Linked DNA regions of Mus musculus: all the other regions are linked to region 1. The links are chromatin contacts, called in public promoter capture Hi-C maps. All regions are on one chromosome and are shown on one strand. Each heading gives the region's core, a stretch centred on a gene start, on an enhancer-like site or on the middle of the called end of the contact. The rest is flanking DNA. Distances are from core to core; before and after follow the strand shown. Region 1 holds the start of Pdk3 (pyruvate dehydrogenase kinase, isoenzyme 3). Region 2 holds the start of Klhl15 (kelch-like 15). Region 3 holds the start of Eif2s3x (eukaryotic translation initiation factor 2, subunit 3, structural gene X-linked). Region 4 holds the start of Zfx (zinc finger protein X-linked).

Region 1 (3,656 bases), core at 343-2,842:
GAGGAGAGAACCAACTCCCCCAAGTTCCCCTCTGATCCTACAGATACACCATGATACGTGTGGCCACACAAACAAGTTCGTGCATAGATAAAATGTTTAAGAATAAATACATAAATTCTACACATAGCCAGAGGGAGTAGAGTCCAACTACTGAAAAGCTTTTGAAAATGAAACTTAAGATGCAAAGGCCAACTTCACCCTCACCTTAGATTTTCATCATCTATCTTTGGTAACTTAGCTTCTAAAACTTAATTTGGCATCAGCTTCAACCTCTAACCTGTACCTCTTTCCATCCCCTGTGTTGCTCCCCCAAATATAGACAACACCATATTTTGCATATCTGGTCCTCCCAGAAGGTTGTACCTATTTTGCATTTTTATATCCAACTGATACCATCCCATGACATTTAAATCATATGAATTCAACAGATCTAGGCTTTGAGAGCCTAAGTCATCTTGAGTTTCCTTGGGGGGATGCTGAGTTCCATATTTGTTTTATTTCAGGTGTTTCATAACCGCATTCGGCCTGCTGGAGTTAGAATGACATTCTCTGGGGGAAACATAATTGATCAGTTCATGGAAGGTGGCAGAACCTATTCCCATCTAAGTAGGCCTCAGACTTTATTGGGGGTCCTCTCCATTCCCATCCCAATCCATGTAAAATGAAGTACTAGCCCAGCTGCCAAAAGGGTGTAAGGAAAGGTGCTCACACTTAGGCTGGAGTTGTCCTAGAACCCCTGCTTTGTAGCCAGGAGCCCACAGGTCAGCTCTTACCCAAGACTCTGACTGCTTTGAAGTCAGAATCATAATGATGGCGTTCAGGTCCTGCCACTCAAGGCTACCCAACACCTTTCAGCAGAAAATTTTGAACAAAACGCCACTACGTGATTTACTCAACCTCAAGGTGTTTCTAAACACATCTTACACAACCATTAAAAACGCCTAAAAATAAAAACGTTTACGAGTTCTCTTTCTGAAGTTTTCAGGAGAGTGCGGTTTGAGTCAAGTAGATTTGAAGCTCGTAATGAATAGCTGGAGAGTTCTGAGTGGAATGAGGGTCCTTGGACGAAGCTGGGCGTGAGGGTGTCAGGCCCTGCCCCTCCACTTCCCGAAACCCGAAACCTATGCCCCAGGAGGGCCCTCAGGCATGCATCCCCATCACCCCTCCCGGAGCTTCTCACGGAATTTGCCCAGAAGCTTAAGTAAGAGCCCCAACTACGGGCAGGACAAGGATGGCGTCTCCCTCACTCCCGTGGGGCCTTGGAGGTGGCTCCAAGGAGTCAGACTTACCGAAGTCCAGGAACTGTTTGATAGACAGTGGCGACGGGGAGAAGCGGGAGTAGCGCTCGATCTGCTTGGGGACCGGCTGCTTGAGCAGCCGGTAGAAGAGCCGCATCCTCACTAGAGCAGTGTGCAGATCCGCCGAGCCGTCCGGGACCGGAGCCGAGGCGGTCACCGCCGCCTAGCCGCGAGGAGGAGGCGGCGCCGGCGGGGCTTTACCTCTACCTGGGGCTCGGCCTTGGCGCCAGCAGCTGCTCGCCTGCCGCGACACCTACACAAGTACCGGGCAGCAGTTGGGCGGCCGTGGCCGGCTGCCCGCGGCTTCCCAAGCCCCGCCTGAAAAAGGCGGGATCTGCCGCCGCACGTACGCGGCGCGCGTGGGATGTGAGGGGCGCTAAGGGGTACGCGGCTGCACGCGCGCGCTGCTGATTGGCTGCCGCCGCCGCCTAAGCTTCCTTAAAGCCCCGGTAACACGCACACAAACCTCCTGGGTCTCGGGCTGGTACCAGCCAGCTCCGTTCCTGCAGGTCCCGCCCCGGATCAAGTCTTGAGAAGTGCTCCGAGACTTGAAGGCCATTGGGAGCCCACGCCTGAGCTATTTTTAGGGGCTCTAGACCTCCCCAACCCGAGGCCCCTCTTCCGGAAGGCCCTCCTCAGATCTGCTGACTCCTCAGCTTTAAGTTGTTCCATGTGGTCCTACGCTTCCAACAATTAATTACAGAATTAAGTGGAAGCTACTGGTCCCACCCCCACCTCCCCCTACACACACAAACATTACACGCGACAGGATTCAGTATATTAGCAATTAACCTGTCCTCGGAAGCTCTACTCACTGACTGCCCACCTTCACTCCGGGTGAATACCTTTGGACAGGATTGTTACAAAACAGTATTGTTACGTCACTGGCTGTGGTTCCTGGTCCTAGACCCCTCTTTACCAACTGGGCCAATAACAGCATCCTTAGATCACTGTTTCATGCCTCTCTCACCACTAAGACCTTTGAAGGAATCCATTACAAACGAAGGTCATTAACACTTGGTTTCCATGAACCTAGATCCACTTGCCCCGAGACAGTTGTCGGGATTAGTAACAAATATTTAATTGCCCAAACATACACATCCATTGGAAAGGCTCAAATTAGAGCCACTGAGCCGGACGTGGTGGCACACACCTTTAATCCCAGCACTCACGAGGCAGAGGCAGGCAGATTTCTGAGTTCGAGGCCAGCCTGGTCTACAAAGTGAGTTCCAGGACAGCCAGGGCTACACAGAGAAACCCTGTCTCAAAAAAAAAAAAAAAAAAAAAACAAAAAAAAAACAACAACAAAAAAACCAAAAAACAAACAAACAAAAAAAAACAACGAAGGGAAAAAAATTAGAGCCACTGACCAGTGTCTTTCACAACCCCTCCCCATCACAAAACCCTGACTCAGTTTCACCACTACTACCACTTTGGTGCAGGAATCTATATATTACATTGTGCTAGATTGTCTTTCTATGACAGTGAGCTTAAATTCATGGCTCAGTATATGAAATCAGTATTTCCTAATGTGGATATAGGAACTACTGCTTGCTTTTAACTGTTACCACAAAACATTAATTTTTGTTAATGTGTAAAGCTCAACTAGAAAAAAAAAAGGTAAAAGTTCTTCTTGGTCTGATTATTAGTGGAAAGTTTCATGCCTTCATTTGGCTATGTAGCGCCTCTTTGCTTTATGAAACTGTTGGGCTTCTGCTCTTTGAATTGAAAGAAAAACAGCACGTGCCTTCAGAGACGTCCTGTGCTCTTCCCACATTTCCAGATTTTTAGGTACAACATAACATACCTGGGCTACTTTGCCTTTTCCATTCGAAGCAAAGCCTAAAGAGACTTAGCAACACCCTTTGGAAAGGGCAGTTTTACCAACACAGCAGAACACTGACTGCAGTTGGGAGTGTGTGGGCAGACAAAAAGGAGTGGCCTAAGGTTGTCTACTCATTTTCTTGGGTGCTGCCCACAGGTGGAGTTTTACTGGTAGCAGTTATGGATGAAGATCCCCGAGAGTTGGTGGGGAGAGACTTTTTCCACCTATGTGGCACAGCACTGCTGAACCTTCCAAACTCACCCATCAACTTTTTCATAATTTCCTTTCCTGCTGCACAAACTCCTACTTTAAATTCTTTTATTCTGATGTTTTCATTACTTCAAATTAATATGCCTAATTTTATGCTTTCCTAAAAAGTGGCACAGTCCTAACAGTCGAGGAAATGTGAAAGAGGCCTGTGTGATGAAAACTTGTGCTGGACCACGACTCAAAGGACACAGCTCTAAACTTGACCCTATCATTAGCAAGCTGTGTGACCTAAGACTAGTCTACTAGCCTTTCTGTGTCTCAGT
Region 2 (3,656 bases), core at 526-3,025, 400 kb after region 1:
AGCAAACTAGAATTTAAGATCTTGTTACTATCTTTTGTTTACTATCTTTTGTTTAAGTGTGTATGTGTGCAGGCATGACACATGTCAAGGTCAGAGAACAACTTGTGAGTGAAGAGAGTTCTCTCTTCCACTCTGTGGATCCTGAGGCTAGAACTCTTGTGGCAAGCACCCTTACCTGCTGAGCCAGCTCACCCACCCAACCAGCTAGGATTTAAAAATAACCAACACAAATAAAGGCATTAAAGGGGCTACTGGAAAAAACAGAATAGGTGAGACAAGTTTTGAACTTTCAGTGTTTAAGTCAGAAAAGAGATTATTTCCTATTTTCAAAATAATAATTATTTTTACAATGAAGTAGTGTACTTCAGCAAAACAGTACACGATGTGCTACTTTGGCCTCTTGGGAAATGTGGCATGTTAATCAAGTTTGTTAGAAAGAGATACTGATCACTTTTAGTCACAGTCTCTTGAAAAGTTCATCAGGATATTCATTTAGAGAGAAGTGGCGATGTGGGGGTGGGGGATGGGCTTCGGTGGTGGAGCTAGAGACAGGGGAAGCAAAGAGATCTGTTAAGATCAGAAATGGTTAACGGTTGTCTTAATTTTTAACTGGTCGTAGAACCAGTGGCTTCAACTGTGTATTTGTCATCTACAGCTCTCTTACAGAGATATATAATAAATTTACAAAAGTCTTACAGTGTATTTCCATTTTCTTAAATCAAGTAAGGGTAGTATTTAAAAGCCATGACCTAGAATTCTAGAGCAGATTTGTAAAACAAACAGACCCCTCCTCAAGGAACAACTGAAATTGGTGCCTTCTGTATATTCCTTCTTGCCTATTTTGATGCAAAACAAACCCGCTTTTTTAGCTCGTACTTTTCTACCTTTGGTGAAGATAATGCCATTTTCGATGACTCTTTCCATCTCTGGGAAATTTGCATGTGAAACATGTAATTTGCATGCGATAAGCTAAGTGGAACCGTGACGCAATGATTCATTGCAAATTGCCTTATAAAAAATGATTGCCATTTGGCGTCCACCTAGTCACTTTTATAACAGGTACCATTGGCAAAACTCCCCTCATCCGACGGTGTGCAAGATGCAAAAATGGAATTTTCCAGGTTTCCTAGCCCTCAACTTGCGCACTGTGTGTTCGCTGCAGCGCCACGGGGCCCACCTCCGGGCCAGGCGGAGTGACCCTGCTGCAGGGGTGGAAGTGCACGGCCGAGTCTCTCCAGCCTCGACGGCAGGGCTCTGAGGGTCAACCTCAGCGGATCCCTCCTGCAGAGCCCCTCTACCTCCTTTCTCTCTGGCCCCGGCCCCGCCGCGTCACCCCCCAACCCCACTACAGTAGCAGGCCCGCCTCTGGGGCAAGGCGCGCAGCTGGCGTGGGACAACCCTCCCTCTACCCGGTTCCCACACCGGCTCCCGTTCCGTGGCGCCGGAAGTGACGCGCCTGGGCTGAAAGATGGCGGCATTGGCGTTCAACCAGGGGGAAGGTAAACACCCGCCAGGCGGCGCGCCGGCCCCCACGGGGCGCCTTCAGGGGCTAAGGGGGCCTCCCAGGCCTGCTCCCTAACCCACGGCTTCCAGTCCCCGCCCTCTCTCGGGGACAGGCTCGGCTCTGCGTCCTCGAGACCCTGGCCCGGGCCCCTAGCCCGTGGGCCCCGCCCCCCTGGGCGGGCCCCGGGCGGCTCCCTCGGCCCGCAGGGGGCGCGAGGCCCGGAGCGGCCCCTGGCTCGTGGCCCTCTCACGCCCCGCCCCTTTCCCGCCCCTTTCCCGCTTTCCTCCACCCCCGGCGTGGGTGATCCCGAGGCTCCGCGCGCTTTGGGGGCAGAAACCCGGAGACGCCGTCGTGTATGTGGTTCCCGCTGGCGTTTCTGTTGCCCTCGGCCCCCTCAGCTGTCCCCCAGTTGGTGGTCCTGAGTCGCCTCTCCAGCCGAGCCCCGTGCAGTGCCGCGACATCCCCCGGTATTGGCGAGGCTGGGCCCCGGCCCCGACGCCGCGCGCGTCACGCCTAGCCCAACTGTTTGGACTCGCCACTCAACCGCTGTCTTCTTTCCCAGGACTGTTTCTCGGGGGGCCTCGGGCTTGCGAGCTCGCCCGGCGCCGGAGCGCTCCGGCCCGGCCAGGGAGCGGCCCCTTGTAGAGGTTCGAGGAGCTATCGCGGTCCATCCCGGCGCCCGACCCTCCCACCGTTCGGCCACTGGCCCACTTCTTCCTGATGCAGACTGCCGTCCACTAGAGGCTGGACAGGACCCCCGAGGTGCGTAGCCGCCCCTGGCCGCCGGCCTGCGGAGCCCAGGCTTTGCTCGCGGCCCCGAGGAAGGCACGGGTTCCGTGGCCCTCACCGCACTGGCCGCACTCAAACATTTTGTAGATGCTGGGAGCTAATTTGTCTTTTGAGTTTACTTAAATTGTTTGAAATGTAAATTTTTTTCTGGTGGGAGGGGGGAGAGAGAGAGAGAGAGAGAGAGAGAGAGAGAGAGAGAGGAGAAAAAAAGGAAGAAGCATAATTCAGCCATTTTTTGCAGCATAGAGCTGCAGGTACCATGATTATTTCCCCCTTAACCGGTTCCTTCCCTTTAAAAATCCTGTTTGTGCCTTAAATAGAACTATGCGAAATGTGCGGCATAATGCGTGCGGCATAATCAGAATGTCTGGGTCCGACTGGGCGACTGAGAAAATCTCGCACTGAGGAGATCTCGGACGGAGCCTCAGTTTCTTATCTATGCGGTGTAGTCGATAATAGCCACATCAGAGAGGTAGTGAGGACTATATGAGGTCATATATGTGAAAATAATCTATAGCTGTATAGTGGTGTAGGAAAATGTAAGGTCATTTTCTTTAGGTAACCTTTGCTTGAGTGGTTAATGTGGCTAACTGTTGCTGCCTCTTCATTTCTATATTATAAGTAAATAAGGACTAGCAGAACAGCGCAGTGATGGATAGCTGTTTAATAGTCAGTGTTCGTTGGCCTTCCCTCTACAAAATGCCAACTGCTTATTTAAATAACGGTATCCTTTAATTCAAATTTAATGTTACTGTAGGGCTTTTCATCTTTCTAGGCCTCTCAGCCCCCTTTCTTATTCAGAATATTTAACACCTTATATTTATTTAGTCTTTTTTATTTTTAAGAGGTTCACTTCCTTTGTCAATCTGATTTACTGTTGTCATTTTAAAAGCGTGTGTGTTTTTTAATTTCAGTGTTTGCTTTTCGTATCTACAGAACAGGATGACTGAATACTTCTAATCATTTGAAAATGGTTTTTCAAGAGCTTACACATGCATCCATGTTTCTCTAATGCTCAGTAGATCCAGCAATGTACAGGGAATTTCAACTTGTTAGCACTTCATGCAATATTTGAGGAATTCAGTTCTTGTTTTTAATCACAGCACTTAGTAGGTGCTTTGAGTCCCATTTCATCAGTGGTAAAGGATGTTAATACTCTTTACTACCTGTTAATTGGCAAGAAATAAGATAGTAAATATTTGTGGCTCGAAAATAGAATTTACTTTCTAGAGTTTCAAAACTGTAGAATGTTTTGGCTTATAATAGTCAATTAAAAGCGAAAGGAGCATTTTGGAGTATATTATTTTTAGTCTTCTTTTTTTTTCTGAGTAGATGTTAAAATTTTAATTCCCTGGTCTGATGC
Region 3 (3,656 bases), core at 314-2,813, 380 kb after region 1:
CAAAACAAAAACACCAAAGATGTCAAGCACACAGCCATCATACTGTCATATTAGACAAACTCTGATACAACACACTCATAACCCTTGTATTCAGAAGTCTGAGGAGAAGGATTGCCTTGACTTAAAAGTCAGCCCAGACTTCATAGTGAATGCCAAGCTAGGCAGTCTCCCTAGAATAGCTAGCCGGAACACATAGCAAGCCTGTCTCACTTCCTCCCCAAATCCAACATCAAAAACCCAACCATACCCTATTCATACTCAAGCAATACCAATTCATACCTCAACAGTTCTAGGCGCCAATTAAGGGGGAGGAAAGAAGTGGACTTAATTATAGCTTATATATCAAATAAAACTGCCATAAACTATCCCGTATGGCAGCAAAGTGCATTTGTACCTCATAATTCACTACTCTATGATTACATACTACCTTGGACTATGAAACTTTTCTTTCATACATATCTCAAAAAAAAAAAAGTAGCAATATTTTGTTAGTAAGGGTACCACAGCATTCTTTTGACACACTGACCTACTCAGGACAATTTCCAAATAAATGTCCACATTACTCAATGAATTACATAAAAGAAAGGGTTAAAATTACTTGTAAGTCAAGTAAGTCTTCAAGCTATCTTACCAATATTAATTGTAGCTTGTCTGCTGATAACTTCATGTGAAAGTGGTGTCAACTTGGTAACATCCTGAAAAGAAATATATTGTAAAATATAATCAATACAAACCACAAGTTTTCCCTTGACTTTATATTCCTCGGGTACAACTGTATGCTCCGTATGAACAGCTCTCTTCTCCTGCTAAAGCCCCCCCCCCCCCCCCCCCCCCCGCCGGCAACATGCTGTTAAGACTGGGAAGACTATAATGACTATAGTGTCATTGTCACACTAAGACAAGTCCACTCACTAAGAGAGGTCTGGCGATGAAAGGCCACCAAATACTGGAGTCATAACAAGTCCTCAAATGTCTAACACAGTGAACAGTATAGTCCAATTTCCAATCCTTTACAGACTTAAACCTTAACAACTTTTTAACAGTCTCGTTAGTCTCATACTGGCCTCCAACCAGATATAGAGCCAAAAATGTCCTTTATCTTCTAATCTTCCTATTTTCATCTCCTAAGTGCTAGGATTACAGGCGTGCGCCTCTCCGGATGGAACTCAGGGCTGCGTGGATGCTAAGCATACACTCTACGCTATATTAATCATCTCCATTCTGTTTATTAACAAAGCTTAACTCCAGGAATTCCAAGTCTCACAATCGTTCCCCAGTTTGGGGACTAGACAAGGTACTGGCGGTAGAGCTGGCACGCACGCCTTGGACGCTAAGGCTTTAGCTGGCCCAGCTCTAGGATGGCTCCTTCAGCCCACGCTCCAGCCACCCAGGAACCACCTCATCTCCAGGCCCTCCGATGCTCCATTCCCACCCCCCAAGATCACTGGGCTGCTCCCGCCGCAAAGCCAGGGCCTACCAATGTGGCGAGATCCTGTCGGGAAAGATGGGGCTGACCGAGAGTCACTCCACCCTCACCCCCAGCCATCTTGCTCGGAGAGAAAAGGAAAATGCTCGGCAGCCGCCTGACATACCGTAGGCCCCTTGGGCGGAGCGAAGGGGAAGCGGCGGGAAGGCGGACTGCGGCATAGACCTGATGAAAATGATGGCGAATGCAGCACTGACCTGACTGCTCGGACTTCTCTCTGTTTGAATTTGCGCAGGAACGCCGGGCGACCTGACTCGAAAACAGGATACAAAGTTTCAGAACGTATCCGTCTCGGTCCTGTTGGATTTCTGTGCAGGCAAGACTCAGGGCAGCCCCAGGAAAGGCCCCTCGAGGGGAAGGTTATCGATGTGACACTGCGCAGCTCAGAACGGAGAAATCATTTCCGTTTCCTTTTGGAGGCGGGGGCTGGGAGCTGGCCGAAAAGACTTGCCGGCGTCTTTACATTTGGGTGTAAATCAGAAATGTCTCTTTTGTTTGATTCCATTGATTTATTTGTTTTCCCCATTTCTATAATCTACTAAAGCGATAGAGCTATATCAGCTCGGCGTTCTCTTCCGCCTTGCCGGAGCTCTGGACCGCACCGCGTGCTAGGCTGGCCACGCTCGACCGGAGCGGTCCCCAGCGAGCTCGCACAGAGCGCCCTCGCGCGGAGATCTGGGGAAGGGTTCGAGGATGAGATGATGGAGGAAGAGTCCAGTCCTCTCCGACCTCGCCCCCGCCCCTCACCTCCCCTACCCCTTGATCGCTAGAGAAATTTCTAAGGCCAGTGAGATGGTGTATGGTGACATTAGTCTGTATCCGCGTGAATGTAGCCTGGAAGCCGGGTGTCCACAGACTTTTTTTTTTCTGAAGCTGAATCTTGGAAACCCTCCATTAGACATCTTATTTTTCCTCTTGTGTTAAAAATAAGTGATGTTTAATGTGAGTGCTGGCTCCTACGTAATCTCCGCACTCAAGAGGCAGAAACACGAACTGGCTAACCTGGGCTGTGTATAAGGACGCTGTCTTAAAATTAAGGCTAAGGACATAGTTCTTAAGTAGTGGCAGGGTGCTGGAGAGATGGCTCAGAGGCTAAGAGCACTGACTGACTGCCTTTCCAGAGGTCCTGAGTTCAATTCCCAGCAACCACATGGTGACTCACAACCATCTGTAATGAGATAGAGTGCCCTCTTCTGGTGTGTCTGAAGACGGTGACAGCATATTCACATACATATGATAAATAATCTTAAAAAAAATAATGGTAGAAACCAAAATGCTAAAATGTAGTGTATTCTAATCTAGTAAAGGTATTTTATTTGACTTTACCTTTTTTTTTTTTTTTTTTTTTTTTTTTGGTTTTTCGAGACAGGGTTTCTCTGTATAGCCCTGGCTGTCCTGGAACTCACTCTGTAGACCAGGCTGGCCTCGAACTCAGAAATCCACCTGCCTCTGCCTCCCAAGTGCTGGGACTAAAGGCGTGCGCCACCACGCCTGGCTTTAACTTTACCTTTTGTTGTTTGAGACAGGGTCTCACTATACAGGACTTGTCTCTCAAGTGCTGGGGTTAAAGGTGTGAGCCACCATAGCTTCCCTCTTTAACCTTATACCTTTACCTTTTGATTTTATCTTATATTCAGTTTTTTTCATTTTACATTCTAAATAGCTATAGCAGTCAATTAAGGTATTTTTTCATAAAAATATGTAATGTTTGGCCAGGTAGTGGTGGCATATACCTTTAATCCCAGCACTAGGGAGGAGGAGGCAGGCAGATATCTGAGTTCGAGGCCAGCCTGGTCTACATTGGGATAACCAGGACTACACACAGAAACCCTGTCTTCAAAACCAAAAAAAATAAAAAAGTCTTTTGCTGTGTGTGCTGGGGTCCTCGTAATCTCAGCACTAAAAGCACTCAGGAGGCCCAGGCAGGAACTCAGAAAGACTGGGATACACTTCAGTCAATAGAGCATTTGTGAGGCCCTAGAGTCAATCCTTAATACCAAAGAAAGAAAGAAGAAAAAGAAAGTGGCAAGTCAGGCATAATAGCCAGCCAGGGCTATGCATAGAGAAAATTGCATAGAAAAAAAATGAAGTCCCAAAAAATCTTGATGAAGAAAATGATAATGGAGTTTTGTGCAGTGATGGTTATTCTTCCTTTGTGAATATACTAAAA
Region 4 (3,656 bases), core at 339-2,838, 290 kb after region 1:
GCGAATCAACGAAAGCTAGCTAATACGTCACATTACATCGTTGGATAAGAAAATAACTTTCTGCCCTTTAATTTTCCTCAGTTAAATAAATAAATATATATACCAAAATTCAAACGCAGCCTCCCAAGAAACTTGTTTCCACAGAAAGGAACACAAAAACTTCCCTCCGATATGCTAGTCTTCCGCTTTCGTAGGATGCCTTTTTCCCCCTATTGGTCAAAAGAGTGGTGAGAACTTTCCCATCACTTTTCTTTCTTTATTCACAGAGTCGTGAAAGCAACGATTGGCGGAGAAGCACCGCACCAGGGTCACCCTAACGGCCACGTCTATCTACCTCTGAGAAAATAAAGTCCTAAGAAAATGTCTCCGGCTCCACTACTGCCACCGCGGCAGATCACCCTGAAGCGGCAGCAAAGCGCCGGGAAAAGGCTCGGAGCCCCGGGGCCATACAGATGAGGTGGCTCCAGCGCCAAGACGGCCGCGATGGCCGCCTGCGGCAGCTCAACTGAAACACAGCGGAAACAGCAGCCAGTCACGGGGCTGTGGGAGGCTGGGCAGGAAGGTGGCGCTGCCGCCAAGCGCCTGGGATCCAAGTGCTCATCATGGCGACGAGGGCAATGGCCGCCATGGGGAGCGAACACGCCCCTGCGCGCACACTCGACGCCGCGCCCGGGCTCCGGTCCCCGTAGCTAGCGCCGCCGCGGCCCGCTCTCACACCCCCCCTCACGGGCTGTAGCGGAATTTTCTCCTCAGACGCCGCCTTCAAAATGGCGGCTCCCCCTCCCGGCAACCCCCTCCGTCGTAGCCTGCAGCAGGCGCCGGCCGGCCGCCATCTTGTCCCCCGTCCCTCTTCCCCCCCCCCTCGCCGATATTTACATAGCGAAAATCGGCCGGGCCGGCCTGCGGCCTTCACCTCATGCCTGCAGCCTTAGCCTCCTCGCCAGGCCTCGCCCCCGCACGGTGCCCCGGGTCGGCCACGTCGCCCACCCGGGACCCCTCAGCCGCCTCCCCAACCGCCGGGCGGCACTGCCCCGGTCCCCGCCCGTTTCCAGAACGCGCCTCGACCGCCGTTCTGAGCGCCCGGGCGCCACCCCGGGCCTAACTGCGGCCTCCTCGGGGCCTGCTCGGCGTCGCGCGCCACGCCGCCCGGCCTAGCGCGGGAGGGCGCCTTGCGGGCCGCCGAGCAGGCCGAGAGCAGGCCGCCGCGCGCGCACCAGGCCCTACGGCCGCAGTGGCGCCCCGGACTCACCGGACGGTCGTGCGGCGGTCGGCGACGGTGGCGGGTGCTGCAGGCCGGCCTTTCTCTGGAGCACTGGGCCGGGCTCCGGCTGGTGGGGCGGGCGGAGGGAGGGAGGAGGGGCCGAGCTCGGAGCTGACAAAAAGCGGCCCAGCTCCCCGGCACGGGCCCGCCGTCAGCACGTCACGTCACCGCCGGGGAGAGAGACCCAGGAAAATGCGGAAGGGTAGCTGGGCCCCCTCCTCCGCCCGGTGGGTCCCGCTGACGCCCCGGGTTGGCGCCCTTCACGCCCCGCAACCGGGGAGCCCAGTGGCCTCGCTGCGGCGGGGTCTCCGGCGGCCCGAGTTTCCGTGACAGCGCCCCCCTTCTTTCCACCTCCGCGCTCCCGCCCGCCACCGCCGCCACACACGCGCCGCCGCCGCCGCCTCGGCTGTAAAATCCGCACGAGGCCGTGGCCCACCGACACCGTCGAGAGGCGGGAGGCCCGGGCCACCCCCCACCATGTTTGTGGGCCGCGGCCACCCCCCGGGGGCCTTCGGGGACACCTACCGCCTCTCCGCGAGGGTCCCGGCCTGAGGCGGTGGCTCGAGTTGTTTGCAGGCCCGCAGACCCCCCTCCCGCCGTAAATGTGTGTGTGTGCGGTGTGTGTGTGTTTTCATCCCCGGTGCCTGGGGATGAAGATAAATTTAGCAACCCTCGCCGTCCCCTGCCTTCCCTTTAAAAAAAAAAAAAAAAAAAAAAACAACTTTGAAACAAAATGAAAATGGCCTTGCCAATTTGAATGGTGCAGGCAGAGTGTTGGGGGGGTACCTAGAATAACAACCAAACCCGGTAATTTTTTTTTTAATAAATAAGCTTTCTGTCGGGAAGCCAAATTGGTCTCTTTTTATGGGGGGGGGGGTTAGGTACATTTTGAAGCCTTTAGCACACTGCAGAGAATAGAGATTTTTAGTGCTATAGAAACTACACGTGTGTTACACTGGAAGTCTATGGATCATAACTTTTATGTATGTAATAATGCTATAACACTCTACAATTATCGAGATTTTTTTAAATAAAATTCTTAAGTCTCTTAAACTTTAAGAAGATAAAGAAGTGAAAGTATCTGATTCAACAAAATATTTATAAACTTAAAAATAGGAGTTTTGTGTTTTTCTCAATCCAGATCACTATGTGGCATTTTTTTTTTGCCAGACAGGGTTTCTCTGAGTAGTCCTAGCTGTCCTGAAACTTAACTTTGTAGACAAGGCTGAACTCAAGAGATCTACCCGCCTCTGCCTCCCAAGCGCTAAGATTAAAGGCATGGGCCACTACCACCGAAAAACATTAAACTATATAGTTTGTACATTACTGTAGACTCTAACATGATAGAACTTTTTGTGGTGTACTGGGGGACATAAGACAGTGGATATTTCGGGATATAGCCAATTTCTTGCCTCGGCCTCCCAAGTGCTGGGATCACAGACGTGTGCTCAGACACCCAGCTTGACATATTGGTAGACAGTGTTGATAGCTGTTTTCCCATAGTTAAGACATCTTTAAAGAACAAAAAGGATAAAGCAAATTGCAAACTGGGGTGAGGTGTCTTTAAACATATTCTAAGAATGTAAATTGTTTCATCAGCTTACAATCATAAAATTGTTTTTAAAAGGGAGACAGGCATGATAACTCAAACCTGTAATGTCCACAATCCAAAAAGGATTTTGGCAAGTTTCAGGCCAGACTGTGGTATATTCAGTGAGATTCTGTCACACACACACACACACCTAAGGGCCTCTACTTAATGTGAGCGCGCGTGCGTGTGTGGTGTGGTGTGGTGTGTATGTGTGTGTGTGTGCTCTCTTAGGTAGAACCTATACTAAGAACAGAAATTAGCATGGACAATGGGAGAAGATGGCATAAATCTGTAAAGTGTTCCTTCATTTTCCGCTCAGATCTACTAGAAATCTAGTAGATCTAGCTAGTAATCAGTCATTTTCTTATGGGGTTTTAGCTTCCTGCCATCAAAAAAAAAAAGTCGCTGGGCAATGGTGGCGCATGCCTTTAATCCCAGCACTTGGGAGGCAGAGGCAGGTCGATTTCTGAGTTTGAGACCAGCCTGGTCTACAAAGGGAGTTCCAGGACAGCCAGGGCTACACAGAGAAACCCTGGCTGGAAAAACAAACAAACAAACAAACAAATGTCTTTCAAATATAAATGACATCTTCATCATTTATAGGAAATTCGGGCTATGATACAGGCTGTATCGACATAAAATAAAATTAAGCAAGAGTACTTTAAGTTGGGAAATGAGAAAAGATCAGGGGTGGCACATGCCTTTAATCTCAGCAGCCAGGAGTCTGAAGCACGGAAATGAAGATGGCAGGCCAGCCTGAACTGCACAGGAAGGCCATCTCAAAACACTGGGGAAACTTGGCAC

The links. Promoter capture Hi-C pulls out the DNA fragments that hold promoters and counts their contacts. Capture Hi-C pulls out chosen DNA fragments and counts their contacts.
Region 2: a contact with region 1 is called in a promoter capture Hi-C map of neutrophils, with 4 times the contacts expected there. The contact joins the promoter of Klhl15 here to the promoter of Pdk3 in region 1. A contact is called at or near these places in 2 of 39 promoter capture datasets (neutrophils and pre-B cells) and 1 of 484 Hi-C or Micro-C datasets (embryonic stem cells).
Region 3: a contact with region 1 is called in a promoter capture Hi-C map of pre-B cells, with 2.9 times the contacts expected there. The contact joins the promoter of Eif2s3x here to the promoter of Pdk3 in region 1. A contact is called at or near these places in 1 of 39 promoter capture datasets (pre-B cells) and 1 of 484 Hi-C or Micro-C datasets (liver).
Region 4: a promoter capture Hi-C map of adipose tissue shows a contact between it and region 1. The contact joins the promoter of Zfx here to the promoter of Pdk3 in region 1. A contact is called at or near these places in 2 of 39 promoter capture datasets (the C10 cell line and pre-B cells), 3 of 484 Hi-C or Micro-C datasets (CD4 T cells and embryonic stem cells), 1 of 115 datasets of contacts at active chromatin or transcription factors (microglia) and 1 of 9 other capture datasets (adipose tissue).

What each region holds. Positions count from the first base shown.
Region 1 is chrX:93,830,558-93,834,213 of GRCm38.p6, forward strand. It overlaps Pdk3 (pyruvate dehydrogenase kinase, isoenzyme 3), which reads right to left and starts at 1,593. Exons shown (of 12, transcript NM_145630.3): 1 at 1,290-1,593. The coding sequence starts at 1,395.
Region 2 is chrX:94,233,155-94,236,810 of GRCm38.p6, forward strand. It overlaps Klhl15 (kelch-like 15), which reads left to right and starts at 1,776. Exons shown (of 3, transcript NM_001039061.1): 1 at 1,776-2,266.
Region 3 is chrX:94,211,088-94,214,743 of GRCm38.p6, forward strand. Eif2s3x (eukaryotic translation initiation factor 2, subunit 3, structural gene X-linked) reads right to left here and starts at 1,564. Exons shown (of 12, transcript NM_012010.3): 1 at 1,478-1,564; 2 at 632-695. The coding sequence starts at 1,546.
Region 4 is chrX:94,121,819-94,125,474 of GRCm38.p6, forward strand. It overlaps Zfx (zinc finger protein X-linked), which reads right to left and starts at 1,589. Exons shown (of 9, transcript NM_001044386.1): 1 at 1,250-1,589. Gm46691 (a long non-coding RNA gene) reads right to left here. Exons shown (of 2, transcript XR_001782847.1): 2 at 3,431-3,656.